Linked DNA regions of Mus musculus: region 2 is linked to region 1. Evidence: chromatin contacts called from public targeted proximity ligation data. All regions are on one chromosome and are shown on one strand. The core of a region is the stretch at or near the end of the contact, and the rest is flanking DNA. Distances in the headings are between cores, read along the strand shown.

Region 1 (3,828 bases), core at 492-2,991:
CTAGATAAGATCATGTTAGGGTGAGGGTAGACAGAAGAGAGCTTGAGACGGAAATCTCAACAGGATATGGTTAGCTGAACCCACACTCTTAACTGCTACATGGCTGTGCTGCCTCTCTGAAGTCAGTTTTCACATCAGTAAAATTGAATCAACAATATCTGTCTAGCATTGTGGGAGATAAACCTATGAACACGTACCACAGGGCTCAATGGTAGCTGGGCTTTTTCTTTTACTTTTCTGCTTGAAAATCCAAGGCCTCTACATCCTAGACTCTACCACTAAGCCCCATCCTTAACCCTGGTGGTGTTACACTTATTTCTGTATTTGGGGGCTCACATGTGACATCATGCTTGTATGAGGTCAGAGGACAACCTGCAGAAGTCACTTCTCTCCTTCTACCATCTGGGTCCTGGGGATCTGACCCAGGCCATCAGGTTGGCAGCAAGCACTCTATCCACTAAGCCACCTCACCAGCAGAAGACGGTCCCCCCTCCTGAGCCCCAGTGATTGTTTAATCCTGCCTGCTTCTATTTACCACGTGCCCCTGCTCACAGATTAGTCTTATATTAGTTTATCCTAAGCTTTTCCATCTAGCATCCCTCTTGCCAGGCTCCTTCCAAAGCCTGTTCTCTATCTCCATCTCTCTAATTTTAAGACAGGGTCTCATTGAGTGTCCTGAGCTGGCCTTGAACTCATGCTGTAGCCCAGCTTCACCAGCGGCTGAGACTGTAGGCATGGGCCACCAGGCCCAGCTTGTAGATCCCCTTTTCAAGCACAGCTGATCACTACCACCACATGCCTGCCCTCTGCTCTCAGCATTTACCCCTCACCACATCAGACTAGACTCTCTGCCTGCTGGCTTAACACCACTGGCCAGAGGGCATACATTCATTCACAGAATTCTTGCTTTTGGCTTCACTGGTATCAGCTCCACAACTGTGATTAGAGATCTACAGCAACAAAGCAGGGGAACCTAGAGGTATGGAGTGCCTTAGGGAGGGGCACCTGAACTTGGTGCCCAGATATAAAAGCAATGCTACCATCTATCAGAACGCTGACATAGGAGTTTGGTCTGGAAAACTGGATCTCTGGGACTCTGTGTTTTTTTTAGTTCCAGGACCTCAGTTTCCCTATGTAAACAATGAGAATTGTCCTAGATGGTTTCAGAAGGCCCCTTTACTCAAAACTGCATGAGCTTTGAACCTTCAGGTACGGGTATCAGCACTGAGGTCACACCCACACCAAACCATTTTGAGATGACTGACACCCACCCCTGTCCAATGCAGTCCTAAAGCAAAGCCAAGGGGCGGAGTAGACATATCTGAATTAACTCCCACTTAAATCCAGACCAATCAGCGTCGAGCTCGGCATGTGAGAGGTAGCCTGACTGGCAGCTGCTCTCTGGGCATGCGCAACCTCTCACCTACGGCCTCCTCCCGCCTCGCATGCGCACCGCGCTTCAGAAGAGACGCTGGGAAAGTGGGGAGAGGATGGACACAAACCTTAGTGCCATCCTGAAAGTCCGGCAACTCTCCTCGGCCCTCCTGTATCACACGCTTTTGGATCCCGTCCTCTCGAAGTCTTGCGATGAGATCCGCCATCCTCCTTCCCCGCTGCTCCCTTTCGGCAACTTCCGGACTCGCTCGGTAGCTTCCGGACCTGTTTCGGCAACTCCTAGCGCCTCGGCAGCTTCTGAGCAAGCGCCATTTTGACTGAGGGCAGAAGCCAAAAAAGGGAGGGAATGAAGAAAAGAGCCGTGATTGGTTCCTAATGCTACGGCTTTAACGCGGCACTGGGGGCGGAGCCTGAGCCTGCTTAGGGGCGGGCCTTTGGTTGTCCCTCCCCTGCCAGTTGTGCTTAGTTGGCTTTATAGGGGTTGCAGCTCTCCTAGCTGTGTGCCACTCCATTTAAGTTGTAGATGCCCTATTATCGGCACTTCAGTTAGAAAAATGAAAAACGAAAAACACCGCTTCACCTGTGTATTCCCTTTGGGCCTTTTTTGTTTTGCTTTGTTTTGTTTTTTAGAGGCAGGGTTTCTCTGTGTAGCCCTGGCTGTCCTGGAACTCACTTTGTAGACCAGGCTGGCCTCAAACTCAGAAATCCGCCTGCCTCTGCCTCCCAAGTGCTGGGATTAAAGGCGTGCGCCACCACCGCCCGGCCCCTTTGGCCCTTTTATTTTGCATACTTTAGCATAAGTTATAACATCTAGATTCTGGACTCTAGATTCACTTGTCTTAAGAAAAAAAAGGAAGGAAACCCGGTGTGGTGACACATACTTCTCTGTAGTGTCTTCATCCCTTATATCATAACCAGGAAGATTATTTTCTTTCCCCTGAGCCCCAAGTCACATACTCTGACTGCTTCACTTTCCAGCAAAAAGTCTTGAGGGGCTGGAGAGATGGCTCAGCAGTTAAGGGCACTGACTGCTCTTCCAGAGATCATGAGTTCAAATCCCAGCAACCACATGGTGGCTCACAACCATCTGTAATGAGATCTGATGCCCACTTCTGGTGTGTCTGAAGATAGCTACAGTGTACTTATATAATAAATAAATAAATAAATCTTAAAAAAAAAAAGTCCTCAGAGAGGGGACTTTCTGAAGGGAAGAGGAAACATGCTTGGGTTTGTTTTCTATCAACACAGAGAGCTTACAGGCGAGCTAAGTAGTCTGCTGTACTCATCTTGCAGAAAGTACAACAGAAGGAAAGCTGACCGATATGGCTGATAAGTATACACCAGAGCATGAAAGATGTAGATAGATAAAAATAATAACATATTATCCAGGTTGTTGTGGTACACGCCTTTAACCCCAGCACTTGGGAGGCAAAGGCAGGTGGATCTCTGAGTTCAAGTTCAGATTGGCCTACAGAGGGAGTTCCAAGACAGCAAGAGAAACCCTGTCTTGAAAAACTAATGATAACAACAATAACAACAACAATAATAATAAATAAAATGTTAAGCTAGGGACTGAGAGTGTAGCTCAGTGTTGGAACATTTGCCTAGCATTTGAGAGGTCCTGGGTTCTTTCTCTAGCATACACACACACACAAATTAAGCTAATTTAATACACTACATAATCCTATCAGTATTCTCAGTGAAATATCAGTCACGAAAAAAATAGCGTATGGCCTGGAGTGATGACTCAGCAGTTAAGAGCACTGTACTTCTTTAGAGAATGTAAGTTCCATTCTCCACACCCACATAGCAATTCATAACCTTCTGTGAGTCCAGTTCCAGAAGACAATACGTGTTCTTGTGGCCTCTGTGGGCACCAGGCATATCTGTAATGCACAAACATACATGCAGGCAAACATGCACATTGAAAAATAATACTGTATGATCACACTTACTGAAGTGTCTACATAGACAGCTCAGAGACAGAAAGTAGAACGGTGCAGTGGGAATGGGGAAGTTGTTTTTTAAGGAAGGACTGAGTTTCTATTTTACAACATTACAAAGCTCTACAGACTGACTGGCCACACAATACTATGAATTCATAACTGAACTGTGCAGTTTGAAACTGTGAGGAAGGCCAGGTAATGTTATCTGTATTCTACTTCAAGAACAAATTTTGTTTCATACAGGCAAAAAAAAAAAAAATGCAAGATGAGAAAGACAGACTAAAGAGCAAGTAGGATTTCTCCCAACAATGTAAGACTGGAATACTTGAGATCGACTTATTCCTCAATGAGACAACTCAATGGGGAAAGTCCTTGAGACAGGGTTGAAGGATGGCTCCATGGTATAGAGTGTTGCTGTTCCAGACAACTGGGGTTTGGTCCCCAGCCCCCACTTGGCCACTCACAATTATCTGTAACTCCAGTTCCA
Region 2 (3,828 bases), core at 906-3,405, 2.3 Mb after region 1:
CTCCCTGTTGGCTTGTGTACCTGCCTAGAAGGGTGTCTGCTCTATGCTGCTCCCCAATGCCACATTGGGTGTGAGCCTGTGTATTTGAGGGGTGTGTTTTGAAGTGGTGGGGCCCAGCTGCCATGAGGGATCTGAATCTCGGACCTTCCTTGTAGAGGAGAGGGACAGGGAGGTGTAGCAGGGAGGTGTAGCAGACTCCAGCGACCTTTCCTGCCCTTGATGGGAAAAGCTGAAGGTAGAGACAGAAGAGCGGTGTTCACCCTTGCCTCCCTTCCCACTCAGACTCCTGGGGTTTGAGCCTTGTCACTGGGTCACTGCACCTGCTTGTCTGTCCCTCTGCATTTTGGTGTTTGTACGTGTGAGTGTGGGTCCTGCAGGAGGAGGAACAGCAGATGATGGGTGGGGCAGTGGGCTGGGGGGGGGGTCAGAGAGGCCCTGACTCAGCAGTTCTTGTTCTGCTGCCTCTACTGGCCTTGGCAGCCAGTAGGGGACGTGTGGGGGGTGTGGTGGTAGTGGGGGCAGGGCTGCCTGAGGGTCTCTCCAAGGTCAGAGTAGGCCCCAAGTCTGGGACCTTGTTCAGGAATCTCCCTTTCCACTGCCTGGGAAATACCCATTGCAGCTAGGTCTTCTCCTATCCTCCTTCCAGGCTATCAAAGGAGGTCCTCTCTAAGGAGCGGTGGGGGGAGTGTCCACATTCATTAACTCAGGAATTGACTGCTCTGCAAAGTACCTACCGACGACCAGGGAGACTCCATGGGCAGGTCCCCTGTGAGTCACTTGGGTGTGTGTTTGCCCTTGAGTGTGCAGGTACCTGTGTATGCACAAGTATGCAGGTTATGGATCGAGTGTGTCCCCCCACCCCCCGTGGTGACTTACCATGGTGGGGCATCTCTGCAGTGTCCCTTTGTGTTTCTTGGAAACGCTGGGCACACATGAATAGGTGTGCATGGCTGTGTGCCCCCATGTGTATCTGCATACATTAGTGGTTGGACGTGTGTTCTTGCATATTGCCTCTGGCTAAGGAAATGCCAACTGCTACCAGCTGTGCAGATCACAGGCCCTGTAACAGAAATCAGGGGCCTGGAGAGAACTGGCAAAATGGTCTGCCACACACCCACGGCCACACCCACGCCGGCACACTGTCTCATTGAGAAGCCTTGTGTCCAACTTAGGTAATGGTATACACACCTAGGCGCTGGATCTACCTTTTCTCGGTGGAGTAAATGAAGAGGGGTGTTCCTTCCTCACACTCTGACACAAACACGGCGATGCAGACATTCTTACTGCAGAAGACTTGCACGCCAGGACCACACTCTGAAACTCACAGCTAAGGGTAGGAGCTCGAAGGGAAGATTCTACTAGATTTGTATTCAGTAACAGGGAGTGGGTAGCTTCCACCCCACCACTAGCCTTTTCCTACCCCAGAAAAGCCTTCCACAGGGGTGGAAAGCTGGTTCCAAACTCTGGGATTCCCATGAGTCTGGGCTGGGAAACCCCACTGTCTCTAGCTTAGAATCTTGCCAACCTCCAAGCTTCGTCCTTATCTCAGAAAAGCCCCTAGCTCTTCAGTTCCGGAGGCTTCCAGCTAGAGGATACAGAGACAGTGATTGGTAGGGTCTCTGCGAGCGACTGGAAAAGCCACTAGCAGTCCTGGGGTGGGAGAGGCTTCCTTGGCTCCGGGTAGCCCAGGCCAGCCCCCCCAGACTCAGCCAGCAGAGGGCGCTGTGGCCAAGGCCCTGCTCGGGTCCTGCTCTCTCGGTGCCTCAAGTCGGGGTTCAGTCCTCTCCTTTGGTTTGTCCCAGCCCTGGGCACTATCTTCGGGACCCGCCGGCAGGGGCGGGTGGGTGTGGGATCCAACAACCCAACCAAAGGTAGAAGGGGCTAGGGTACCTGGATTCCCAAGACCCCGAGCCTGGGGAGAGCACCTGCTGGGTTAAGAGGCCTGGACGTCCGGGCAAAGGTCCAGAGAGGTGGGAAAGGGCTCGGATGCCCTGGGGCCGGGACGCCTGGGTCCTCGCGGAGGAGGGAGGCGGGTCATGGAGCCGCGGGACTGGCGGCTTCTGCATCTTCGCATTGGCTGTGCCACTCGTCCGTCAGTGTTGCGTGGCCCAATGCGTGTGCTTGGGGGGCGGGTCCTGGTGCTGATGCTGCCGTCAGTCGGTGTTGCAGGGATGCGGCGGCGGGAGCAGCCGCCCTGACTCTCAGAGCATCCTCCTCGGAGCGGCACCGCGGCGGGGCGGGCGGGGACGCGGCGGGGACCAGGAGGCGCGAGGCAGCCGATATCGCTGGCCCAGGATCTGTTACCTGCCGTAGACCCAGCGGTCTCTAGGCTCGGATCCCTACCCTTCAGCTCCTGGCGCCCCCAAAACCAGGTATGGGGGGGGGGCTGCGGCGGAGACGGGTGGGGGGCGGGAGCCAATCGGGGGAGGGGAGCGGGTCGGAGGGGGCGGCGGATGCAGAAAGGACGGATTGGGGGGCGGGGGCGCCGAGCAGAGAGGGCTGGCTGGGTGACAGCGAGGAGGCGAAGCCGCTGGGGGAGGTTGGGGGACTCCCTGTGGAAGGGGCATTGGCCCTGAGCTGGGGCGAATGCAAGGTGGTGAGGGAGGGTCGATGGGGGAAGGGGGTCTGAAGGAGGGGCATCCATAGGGCTGTGAGAAGGGCTCTGAAATAGGGGTGGGGGGAGGTCCCAGTCTATGCTGGTCCTGGCAGCTGGAAGCAGTGATGGACCAGAGAAGCTGCGAGCTGTTGTGGTCTGAAGGGTCTGCAGGGGAGAAACACTGGTCTTAGTGGGAGAGGAGGCAGGCTGGAGAGAGGTTTGGGAAGTGGAGAGGGAGGTCTGGGGGCAACCACTGAAGAAAAGACTACTGGGGGATGGGAGCCAAGGGGAGAGGAGGTTATCAGGAGGGAGCAGAGGGGAAGATGCCAGGATGCTCTAGGCATAGATGAGTCTGTGACGGGGAAGAGCTGGACAAGATGGGGGGCCTGAGGGAGAGGAGAGAAGCTTGCTGGGGAGAGCTGGGGGGTGACAGAGAGGGAAACCGGTCGAAGGAGGCTCTGCTTGGCTGAGAATATACTTGAGGGCAGCGGTGGGGCTCTGGTCACAGAGTACTGGAAGGGTAGAGGAGTCTTCTGAGCCCTGGGCTTATCCCTCCACCTCAAAGAGGTGGGAACCATTTCTCATGCTCCAGCCTTCTCCCCCAGAGGGAGGAGCAGTCTGCCTGGGTTCTTTGGGATGGGGGTATGACCACAAGGACCCTGGGTGGGCTCCTGGAGGTGAAATTGGATTTGTGGGGGTTATTGGGCTGTTCCAGTTGCCTTTGCCGTCACCCCCTCTTGAGGCATCCAGGGCCTTAATGAACCGGCAGGGATGGGAGGGGTAGTTCCTTGGTGCTCCACAGCGAAAGGGTGCCCAGCTCCACAGTGCTCAAGAAAATCTGAGGGGGTGGGTCTTGGGTCTCCAGCCCCCTTGACTACTTCCGGCTTTCAAACACCCTCGTTCTTTGCACATATTGTGGGTGGGTGGGGTAGACAAGGACCTTCTAGTCATTCCTGCCCCTCCCTCTCGTCCACCTTCTCAGTGTCTGGGCGTTCCTTCTGGGGGAGAGCTTTACATCCTCTGTCTTCTGCTAGAAAAAGAGAGAGAAGGGAGCAGGAAGGAAAAAGAGAGGAGGGGAGGTCGGCTAGTCAGTTAACTACATGGAGGGCCTCCGGCTTTGTAGGTGCTTCAGCTACTCAGGTCCCAGCTTGCTACCCCAAACCTGGGGATGGCTCAGGGATGGATATGTCAGAGCCAGAGCAACTTTCGTCTGTAGCCTCAGGGAGTAGGGT

What was found.
Region 2: a contact with region 1 is called in a targeted proximity ligation map of astrocytes, with 4 times the contacts expected there. A contact is called at or near these places in 1 of 39 promoter capture datasets (embryonic stem cells) and 1 of 130 datasets of targeted methods (astrocytes).

Annotation. Positions count from the first base shown.
Region 1 is chr19:4,119,834-4,123,661 of GRCm38.p6, forward strand. Aip (aryl-hydrocarbon receptor-interacting protein) reads right to left here and starts at 1,742. Exons shown (of 6, transcript NM_001276284.1): 1 at 1,503-1,742. The coding sequence starts at 1,601.
Region 2 is chr19:6,416,601-6,420,428 of GRCm38.p6, forward strand. It overlaps Nrxn2 (neurexin II), which reads left to right and starts at 2,156. Exons shown (of 23, transcript NM_001205234.2): 1 at 2,156-2,372. It overlaps Gm14965 (a long non-coding RNA gene), which reads right to left and starts at 2,162. Exons shown (of 3, transcript XR_879495.2): 1 at 1,891-2,162; 2 at 877-1,060.